Regions from separate parts of the Sus scrofa genome. Here region 2 is linked to region 1. Evidence: chromatin contacts called from public Hi-C data. All regions are on one chromosome and are shown on one strand. Each heading gives the region's core, a stretch centred on a gene start, on an enhancer-like site or on the middle of the called end of the contact. The rest is flanking DNA. Distances are from core to core; before and after follow the strand shown. Region 1 has its middle 21 kb from the start of ADARB1. Region 2 overlaps COL18A1 (collagen alpha-1(XVIII) chain).

Region 1 (5,008 bases), core at 2,166-4,665:
GGGAGGCCCCTGGGGGGCAGAGAAGCACCCTCAGGCTCCAGGAGAGGTGGTGCCATCCAGGCTGACGCCAGGAGGGAAGTCCTTTGGCTGGTGCCTCACTGTCCTGAGCCACAGGGGACCCTGCACTTGGGACCCTGTGGGCAGAATCTGAGCCAAGGCTTTTAGCCTCGATTACATCACGGATCCCGGCCGCTGCCTGGCCAGCCCCGACCCCCCAGGACCCTGTCCTAGTGCACAGGGCTGCAGGGTCAGCCTGGGGAGGGCAAGGGGCAGGCGTGGGGGAGACAACAGCAGACCAGAGTGGGTGTGTATTTCGACAAGGGCCATACAGGACAGGCGGCTGCAAGATGAGGGCTCATGGAAGAGAAATTTTAAATCTTAAATATTCACATTATTTCTTCACTTTATATTGGCAACCCTTCACTAAAGCTCAAACACACACACGCAAATTTTGGTTAATTTAGCCTTATTAAAATTAGCAGTCTGTCACCATACATTTAGAGCTTGATGGTAGAGATTGTTTGGGGTTTGGGTTTGTTTGTTTTTTTTTTTTTTGCGTTTTATCTTTATTACCTATTTGAAATATTAAACCAAAATAGCAGAACCAGAGAATTCTGTTACATGTAAACACACGAAGCAATAACTGTCAAAGACTGGAAACTGTACTTCCTGATTCCATAACGTGGACTCAATTTATTATCATATTTAAATTTGATAAGTCTAGTGTACACACCTGGTCACTCACTGAACTAAACCAGCTCTAAGTACCCATGCCATCGCCTCGTGGGTCCTGTAAATGGTTAAAGTGAAGCCAGTGAACAGAAGCTTTTCTGAAGGCATCTGGTGTCTGGCTTACAGCAGGGCAGCAGGGATGGAAGATGGGAAACCGGTCTTTTCCTGAGCAGGTGCCTCTGCATCTCGGCGCGACCCCACAGCGCCACCTACCGCCTGAAGGCACCCACTGCCGTCTGAAGGCGTCCTCCGCTCTCCACTGGGGTCTCAGTGCTCCGTCAGCAATGAGAGGGGACCCCAGTGGACAAGACCGCCCTGTGGTCCGGATGGATCGGGACACCTGAGTGGACAAGAGGGCCCTGGGGATGACGGAGCCAGTGACGGTGGTTTACTAACCTCACATGCTGTCAGAACCACCCAACAACACTTAAAACGCACGGTACTCATTGCATTTAAACTGGACCTCAATAACCTCAGCTGTAAAAAACAAAACAAAACAAAAACACTGTATGAGAAAGTCATAGTCTCAGTTTGAAATAAAACAGAAAATATGGTGCTTCAAGAAGACTGAATGAAGGAATTCCAAAAACCAGAATGAAGCAGCTGGGGAGACGGGAAAGCAGGGGTCCCCTCTCAACGGGACGGAGGAGGGAGAGAGGTTGACCCCTGGCTCTCAGACACGGGCAGGGGGAGGTGGGCAAAGTGCCCCAGACACAGCGGCTTCAGCGAGGCCAGGCTCCGACCTCAGCCTGCAGCCTCCTCCCACCACTCTGCGCCACCACCCCAGGCAATGCAAAACACAGGAAAAAGGTGAAACTGAGCCAAAAAAGATAGGACCCAACTGCAGAGCAAGCTAAACGGTGGCCTGACTCCCAGCAGCTGGCGGAGGGGTCATTCTAGAATTTTCCTTTGTGCACAAACCTGACGGGGAAGTTCTCAGACGCATCTCACCTGGCTCTGTAACCACCAACCTCTGCTCATCATTAAATGCAGGTGCCACGTGTGGGTCTGGAACTCACTGAACCACGCTTACAAACAGAAAACAGACTTTTCTCCTTGCTAGTCTGTTTCAAAACCCAGAAAGCCAAGGTGGGAGGAGCCAAACCGTAGAGAGAGGGGGAGGAGCGGTGGGCACGGTAAGTGCACCAGTACGCCTGGCTCGCTGGGGAGCTCGGAGATGGTCTGAGGGCCAGGAAACCGGCCAAGCACCTGCAGCCCTACGATCCTCAGCAAGAAGTGCGGCTGCCAATCTGGTGGGCTGACCCCGGCGTCCTCCCCAAACTCTTTCCCAGAGACGCTGCAACTGAGTTAAAACTCATTTTCTCAGGCTCCTTTGTGACTACAGCCACATGACACAGTTCTGGCCAGCGAGACATGCTGAAAATATGCAGAGGGTTCTGAAATGCCCCTGTTGAACACAACAGAAATGGGCTGCATGCCCATCCCTCCCCAACTGTTACTGCCTTAGACATAGATGTGATGGCTGGAGCCACAGCAGCCACACTGCATTCATGAATGGTTGGGAGAACTGCAGAGATACTGAACCGGACTCTTGCCTCTTGCTTGACTCTAGCAAACACTGACCTCTGCACTACTTATTATGAAATAAGTGAACAAATCCTCAGTGGTTTAAGACACCATAGGGTATGTTTTCTGCTCCTGTCAGCACAAAGCATCCTAAATGACACAGGAAAAGAGGAGCCGGCAGAAGTGTACGTGAGCTAAGTCCTCCTGCACCTAAACTTAAAATCAAGAGACAACACTGAAAATTTACAAATCAAACAACTGCAAGTGTAACATTAAGAAACAGGAAGCATGGCAGTGAGTGCCACCTATGCCAACAGCAGAGTACCTGCATGGCCAACCGTGGAGAACGACAGTCCCAGCCCCGCGCCCCCAGCCCTGCCCCCTGCGATGGACACGTCATGTGGCAGCTTCTGGGACCCGCCCCAAGAGACAGCACACAGGTGTCCCTTGCCCCCCCCCAGCACCTGTCTACCTGTGGGTGAGCTCACGCACGGCAGACAGATACCAGGGCAGAGCCTGGACAGGCGCTGCTGCGGGGGCCCTTCCTGCTGGTGGAGCCCTCACACTGGGCCTCTGTCGCCTGCAGCCGTCCTCACACCGGCCAATCCAGAAACGTAAGTATTTACAGCTTCTTAAACAAGCAGCGCTGCCTCAGGGGAGGGGAGGGCCGCGGGCCGCTGCTTCCCACCCAAAGCCCTTCTAAACTACGTCGCCTGTCTACGTGGAGGGCATCACGGGCAAATCTGAAAAGCAAAAACCAGAAAGGTCTGGTCTCGTCGCCCAGACCCCTGCCCTGTGCCCAACTCCTCATGCCATCTGCCTGCAAATACACATCTTTCCAGAGCCCCCACCCCACGAAGCCTGCAGCCCCTGCCCGGAGAACAGGCCGCCTGCCCCCGTCCTGCCAGAGCGCCAGCAGACGGCACTGTCGTCGCCTGCTGACTTCCCTCCCCCGGCCACGTCTCTTCCCCTGCACCTGCCCGCGCCGCGTGCTGCAGAGGCCACGTCCCTGTCACGCGAAACGCAGCCGCTTCCTCTCAGCGGCTCTGGGCTTTGGCCTCCAGCAGCGGGGTCCCCGGCGCACACGGCGGGGCCCCACACACCGCAGGACGTGCTGGAGACACCGCGTGGAACATGCAAGCCCGCATCCCAAAGGCCGTCTGTGGACCTAGAACCAGCAACGGCCCGCAGCTCTCTGGGCACAGCCAAGGGTGGTTAACGAGGTGCTCAGCAGCCGTCCATCTTCCAGAATTCTGTCTGCCAGGGCGGGCAGGGCGGCCGATCCCCTTAGAGCCCTTGGCGGAGTGGACGCCACAGGAGTCCGTCCACAAGAGGGCGCTCAAGCCCCTCCCAGGAAGCGGCCCGGGCGCGAGGGCCAACCCCCAGCTGTCCCGCACAGGGACCGGCCTCCGGTTCTTCTTGACACGTCCGTCTGCAGCTCTCTCGCCATGGCCAGAGCCCAGAACAGCCAGGAAAACTCACCAACCCTCTCTCTCGAGAACAGCAGATACCACTCCGCCCCAACACGGCACAGGCTTCCTCAGTCAGCTCTCGAGGTCAACGCTGCACTAACTGTCTCCTTGGGACACTTAAGGTCCAACACAGAAGAACTGGGAAGAACACAGCCACTTTTTAGAAAGTTTAAAACTTGATGCTGTTAAACCAAGTTTTACTCAGCTTGGTTTTCAATTTTTTGGGGGGAAAACAACCCGAAACCACCGTCTCCCCATGGTTCCACGTCTACCCTTTGCCACCACGGCCAGCAGGTGGCGGGAGTGCGGGGAGAAGCGGGCGAGGGCCCCTCCCGGGTCCCCTCGGTGGCGCCACCCCTCAGAGGGAGAGCCACCCGCCCCGCCCCGCGGGGCCCTCGCGGCCGACATCGCCCGTGGCACAGCTGCTCTCCGCCCTCACCGGCGCTGGCAGCTGCCTCCTCCTGTCCCGCCCTCGTCTCCAGGCCTTGGTCACCACCTGCAAACAGGCACTCGGTGAGGATTTGAAGCACAAATGAAGGAGCAGGTCCGAGATGCAATACGCATCTTTCTGGAGCCGCAGCAGGTTCTGAGAGGTGGAGTTCCTGGGGTCCCAAGCTCTGCGCCCCCCCACTCCCGCCCCAATGTGGCCACAGTCACTCCGGGCACCGGCGCCACACCGCCCTCCCGGAACCGGCGGCTCTGCAGCCACTGAGGACGTTTCCCGCTGACTGAGCCCAGGCCGAGGCCCCGGGGCCGAGGAGGAGTGTGGGCCCCAGGCTGGGAAGGGGAGTGTCCGCACCAACCAGGAGGCTATGAGCCCCACGCCAGGGTCCCTAGCCGCCACCCAGCACGGGCACAGAGGAGGCCGGAGCTGGCCGGTGGCCCGGGGTGGGCACCCCAGAGGCACCCCCCACCCCAGTGCCCTGGCTGGGGTGGGGACACGAGACAGCCTGTGCCCTTGTGCCCGGGGGTGCAGCTGCCGCCGACCTGAGACTGGCACAAGGACGCCTTCCCAGCGGTGACGCCGCCAGAAGCCCACCGGGAATCCCTCATTTCTGTCACTGACCTTTAGGGACGGCGCCTGTGCTCCGCAGGGGACAGCAGCCTGCGAATCACATCCAAGGGGAAAATGTCTAGTTTTGGCCCCAACAGGCCAGGATTCAGCCCTGCACGTGGGTCTTGGTGCCCCTGTGCCCGCTGAGCCCCACCCGATGCCACCGGCCCCTCCCCAGCCTTCAGGACACCCAGCCAGGCTGGCCACGTGCAGACGTGGTCTG
Region 2 (5,738 bases), core at 3,181-5,680, 200 kb before region 1:
CCTGCGACCTACACCGCAGCTCGCGGCAGCGCCTCAACCCACTGAGCAAGGCCGGGGACTGAACCCGCAACCTCATGGTTCCTCGTGGGATTTGTTTCCACTGCACCACAACGGGAACTCCCAGTTTTTCTTTTTTTTAAAAGCAAATAATCTGAATAGACATTTATCTAATGAAGACACACAGATGGCCAATAACTAAGCACATGACTAGCTGCTGTCGTGCCGTCGGTGGCCAGGAGAACGCAAACGGAAACGACGAGGAGGTACCCTCACACCCACTAGGACGGCTCCAGTCTAAAAGGCGATTACAAGGGATGGCGAGACCCAGGATGCGCAGCACTCACCTCTGCTGGCGGGAGGGTGAGACGGGGCCAACACCTTGCACAAATCTGGCAGCTCCTCAAATGAGTCACCTATGTCCCAGAAATTCCACTCCAGATCTATCCCAAGAGATGAAAACTCACGTCCACACAAAAACCTGTGCACTACTCACTTCAGCCAAGAGGTCGAACGAGGCACCTGTTCCTTGGCTGCTGAACAGACAGACACACAAGGTGGCCCATGCATCTGGGGGAATATTACTTGGCCATGAAAAGGAGTGACGTCCTGATACACACTACAGCATCGGCAAAGCTCGAACAGAACACGTTGTGTTAAGTGAAAGATACCACATACCGAAGGTCATGTATTATGATTCCATTTCCACGAAATACACGGAACAGGGAACTCTATAGACAGTGGATGAGTGGTTGGTTAGGGCTGGGGGTTATAGCGAAAAGGTTTCTTTTTTATGGAAGCACAGCTGATGTGCAACATTAGATCAGTCGAAGGTGTACAATATAGGGACCCAGTTTGTAAAGCTTATCCTCCACTTAGGGTTGTTATAAACCACTGGCACCATTCCTGGGCGGCACAGCATGTCCTGCGGCTTATTTCACACGTGGCAGTGGGTACCTCCCATGCCCCCATCCGAGACTGCCCCGCCCCCTGCCCTCTCCCCACGGGAACCGCTAATTTGTTCTCCCCATATAATCTGTATCTTTTTTGCTACATTCACTGCTTCCTTGCAGTTTCTAGATTCCACATGTAAGAGATACATAGTGTTTGCCTTTCTCTGCCAGACTTCCTTCTCGAAAGCACAGTGCCCTCCAAGTCCATTCATGTGGCTGCAAACGGCCAAATTAAAGCCTTTTTTTCCCTTTTTACGGTTGTACCTTCGGGATATGGAATTTCCCAGCTAGGGAGCCTACGCCACAGCTACAGCGACGGGAGGTCTGAGCTGCATCTGAGACCTATGCTACAGCTTGAGGCGATGTTGGATACTTAACCTACTGAGCGAGGCCAGGGATGGAACGCACATCCTCGCGGATACTAGTCAGGTTCTTAGCCCACTGAGCCCCAACGGGAACTCCCTTCAAGGCTTCTTCTCGAAGTGAAAGAAATGTTCCAGAACTGACTGCAGTGACGGCTGTCCCCTGTGCTAAACCACCGAATAGTGTAGTTTAAGTCAGGGAGTTTACGGCGTGGAGATCATAGTTCCATAAAGCTGTTTAAAAAAGAACAAAGGGAAACTGCCATATTTTTCAAACCACACAATCCTAAATGCTACTTTATATGCATTTATTTGATGCTTTGTGAGACTGAGGTTTTTAATATATTCAATGAAAATATTTCTTTCCTTTATAAATTCCTATGCAATTTTACTCATTTCTAAGGGAGTATGTGCTATTTGTTAAAAAGCCCAGCGGGGTGGGGGGCAGGTTGGACGGGGAGTTTGGGGTTAGTAGACGCAAACGGTTGCATTTGGAACGGATGAGCAATGGGGTCCCGCTGGACGGCACAGGGCACGATGCCCAGTCTCTCGGCTGTAACATGACAGAGTCAGTATGAAAAGAAGTGTACGTATACGTGCGACTGGGTCACTTTGCTGTTCAATGGAAATTGAAGAAACGTTATAAATCAACTATACTTTGATAAAAATAAGTAAATAAATAAAAATACGTTATAAATCAACTATACTTTGATAAAAATAAGTAAATAAACAGCAGCCAGGGATACGCACACCGGGCATCTTTGCTGCTCGTGATGCTTTCCAAGCCTCTTCCACAAACCAGGGCTCACAGCTCTGCTCCCGCTCAGTCTGTGCCCACTTGGGGCCTCCCTGGCCTGGCGCCCGGCTGTCCACGGAGCTGCCGGAGGTCACCTCCGGGGTCCCAGCTGACCCTCGCTGAACGCTCACCCTGGACTCCCACACCTGTCTTGGGGGATGTCAACCTCACGACCCCCACCATCCCATCAGGAGCCCAGGGGACAGGGCGGGCCAGCCCCCAGCGGGTTCGGGGAGCAGGGCCGCTGCGGCTCGGGGCCCAGCGTGTGACCCCGTCGCTGTGCGTTACTTGCACTCACTGCAGACGCCGCCCTCCATCGGTCAGCAAACAGCGCTGAGCCCCTGCCGTGCACCCAGCCCCCCGCAGGGTGGGGACAAGGGAGCTGGACCAGCGGAAGAGCCGGGGACACGCGGCCGAGCGCACAGACCAGGACGGGGGACGAAAGGAAGGAGCCTCTCGGAAGGCGCTCAAAGCAGCAGGGGGGTGGCTCCTGCAGGCGGATGCCAAGGTCTCTCCAGACAGCTGCTCGGCCACCCAGGAGGGGGACAGGCAGCCCCACCGGCCGGCGGGGGAGCAGGCCCCTCACAAGGAGCCTTGGGGTCAGCCAGGCGCAGCGTCCTCCGGGGGCTGCAGTTAGCGCGTCACATGTGTGACGCACGAGATGGGACACGAGGGGCCGGCATTGCCAACGGGGCTCTTGACCCAGGACGTGAGCAGGCGATTGGTGTCCACCGCGTGGCTGGGGACGCTGTGCCCGAGCGTCACCTCACTGCTCTACTCTGTGGGGACAGGAGGGAAGGGACCTCCCACGTGGACCCATCCCCACAGCCCTCCCCCAGGCTCAGGCCAGCTGCCCCCGTGACCTGCTGGGCCTGCAAGAACCCCCAGGGAGGACGGCTGGGGGGTCCCGAGGGCCGGGGCCGCGGGGCAGGCGGAGAAGACGCGAGACCTTCAAAGCAGTGAGCGGCCCATGCGTTTTTAAGGGCCTGGCCGGCTGCTCATTAACCGGATTTGCGAGGAAGGCTGGAGGAGGCTGGGGCAGCCCGCTTCCCACGGGGAGGGGCGGGGAGGCGGCCGCCTGCTGGGCCCGTCCACGGCCAGGCTGGTTAGGGTCACAGGTCCAGCACCTCCTAGGTGCTGACACCCCAGGTCCCACACCAGGTCCTGGGCCCTGGGAAGGCGAGAGAAGCAGCAGGACCCACACGCACCCGGGAAGACCCCAGCGGCAGCAGTTTAATAAAAAGTGACAGGGGCCCACCCCCCCCACTTCTGCCTCCTGCCTTCGGCTTCAAAGGGAGAGCAAGCTCAAGGTGTGTGGCCCAGATCCCAGCACCTGCCCCCCCCGGGGGGGGGCTTTTCCCAGGAGAAAATGGCCTGTTTCCTTAAAAGGATGGAGTGAAGTGCTGGGAACTTGGTTCTCTCCTCAAAGGAAGACCGGCCCCCACCGAAGGGGGTGCGGCCCTTCTCAGCGTGGGTCTGGGGGCTGCCTGAACTTCACCCCCAGCCACCCTTGCCCCAAGAGGGGGATGCCTGTGCCCCTGTCAGGTGCACGGAGGGGGCTCTGCCCAGGACCTGCGGGGGGGACAGCCACCTTCTGCGGACGCCCCCCCCCCAAGAAAAATGGAGCTGGGTTGCTCCAGGTGAGAAGTCAGGAGGAGGGTGAGGAGGGACTGGGGGCATTCGAGGGTCCCCCCACCCCGCCAGTCAAGGGCTGGAAAACGACAAAGCTCAGCTTCTGACGGAGACCGGGGCGAAGGTCTGGGTGGATCTGGCCCTCAGAACAGCGACCAGGAGGCGGGCTCCTCGGAAGGAGGGGGCAGGGGCCCGGGGGTCCGTGTGGGAGGCGAGGTCGCCCACCGCAGCCGGGCACTGACCCTTCCCCGCCCAGCCCCCACCCGCCTCCAACGCCCTGGGGCTTGGCGGCCGCTCCCCGCCCAGGTTCTGGTCTCCGGGGCCTGGGTAGGTCCAGCCTCAGGATTTGGAAACACTCTCAGGCAACTCCTCCAGGCAGCTGGGTGTGAAATAAAACCACGGCAAGTCCTGGCTGCTCCCGGGGGATGTCACAGCCCCGACCCCCGGAGGCTTCCAGAGGCTTTGCTAACCCCACCCCACCCCAGGGCACAGGCTTGGACAGGGCACTGAGCCCCCACCACCCCAGAGCCCAGGGAACGCCACTCGGATGGTAGCTGGTACTGGGACAGTCATGAGACTGACCGCAGGTTTGGGCCGCAATCTCCCCTCAGACACACCCTGTCCCCAGCCCACTGCAGGCCCTGCTTCCTGTCCTTCCAGGGCCACCGGAGACACGGGGTGGAAGGAACAGGTCCAGACACTTCAGTCCACCAGCTCCAGCTTTCCCTCTGGCTGAACCTGTGGCCGGAGCCTACAAGGCCCTCACAGCCTCGTTGGTATCAAGTGCCCTTCAAACGTCAGGCTCTGGGTGGGTAAACCCCCGCAGAGCAGACCCCTGCCCCTGCACCATCCAGAGGTCGACCAGCAAGCCCAGGTCGCCCGCGTGGGGCTGTCATGTGAGCACCGGCCACCAGGGGGAGCCACAGACCTGGGGATGGGAGGCCCGCTGGGTCCGCCTTGCAGGATCCCTTGAAGGCAGGCAGGCAGCAGGTCCTCTGATGCACGGGCCCAGGAAGCAGAGGCACCAGCCCCGCTGGCCCTCGGTCACTGAACACAGCTCCAGCCGGCTCGGCTGCGCGCCGGGCGGCCCAGGCGCCGGCTAGTCCCTCTCGTCTGGTCTGGTTGCTTCAATGCCGCTGGACAGATGCCCCGACACGAAGGGCTTCCCCAAAGTGGGGTCACCGGGTCAAAGAGCCAAGCTCCCGGGATTCAGGTAACAGAGGGCAGGGCCCTTCCAAGGGGGACATGGGCCCCACGTGCCCCACGTGCCCCGGGCACGGCCCGTCCACGGTGTTCCCTCCGCGGGGGCTGCAGGCAGACTCACAGCCCCGAGACGCGCACGTGCTGCTCGCCGGGGCCTGTGAACACGGCACAGGACGGGCAAGGGGGAGCTAGGGCTGCCCACGGATCAAGGCTGCTCATCAGCTGCTCTTAAAACACAGAGATTACCCTGGATTATCCGGACAGGCCCGCTTAGCTGGGACGAGGGAGGCAGAGGAGCCACCACCGAAGAGAAGCACCAGGAGAAAGACTGAACCGTCTCAGCGGCCCTGACGATGGAGTGGCCGAGACCGCCAAGGACGCGGGCGCCCCGAGGAGCCGGAAAAGGCAGGAGCCTCCGGAGGGGTCGGCTGGCCCGCAGCTGGCTCTGGCCCAGCCCACGTCGGACCCCGACCCACAGAGCGCTGAGTAATCTGCGTGGTTTTAAGGCCCTGACTGCGGGGTCCTTTGTCTCAGCAGCCGCAGGACCAGCGTCAGCTCTGCGTGCCCTGCCTGCTCCGAGGCGGGGACCCTCACCTTCGAGCGCCGGCACCTGCGTCTCCTGGCCTGGGGGTCCCTCCCCCGCCCGGCCTCTTCTTCCCCCTTCGGGGGTGCGGCCTGCAGGCGCCCTTGCGGTCAGACCCCCTCCGGCTTCTTCTTCGCACTTTCTTCCTGCGCCTGCTCTTCACGCCCCTGCGACGGACCCCCCTCCTCGCTCTCGGCCGAGGGTCCTTTGAG

Evidence for each region. A called contact is a pair of places that touch in the nucleus more often than the background predicts.
Region 2: a Hi-C map of embryonic fibroblasts shows a contact between it and region 1, with 9 times the contacts expected there. The contact joins two enhancer-like sites. A contact is called at or near these places in 1 of 5 promoter capture datasets (liver), 14 of 47 Hi-C or Micro-C datasets (alveolar macrophages, brain, embryonic fibroblasts and 9 more) and 1 of 2 datasets of contacts at active chromatin or transcription factors (skeletal muscle).

Annotation. Positions count from the first base shown.
Region 1 is chr13:207,723,833-207,728,840 of Sscrofa11.1, reverse strand. No RefSeq gene overlaps it. Among named protein-coding and RNA genes, the nearest start is that of ADARB1, 21 kb to the left of the region's middle. Within about 2 kb of position 3,415, at least 16 of the 83 cell types and tissues checked have an H3K27ac peak or open chromatin away from gene starts, as enhancers often do.
Region 2 is chr13:207,928,628-207,934,365 of Sscrofa11.1, reverse strand. All of the region lies in intron 2 of COL18A1 (collagen alpha-1(XVIII) chain), which reads right to left. Among named protein-coding and RNA genes, the nearest start is that of COL18A1, 24 kb to the right of the region's middle. Within about 2 kb of position 4,430, at least 13 of the 83 cell types and tissues checked have an H3K27ac peak or open chromatin away from gene starts, as enhancers often do.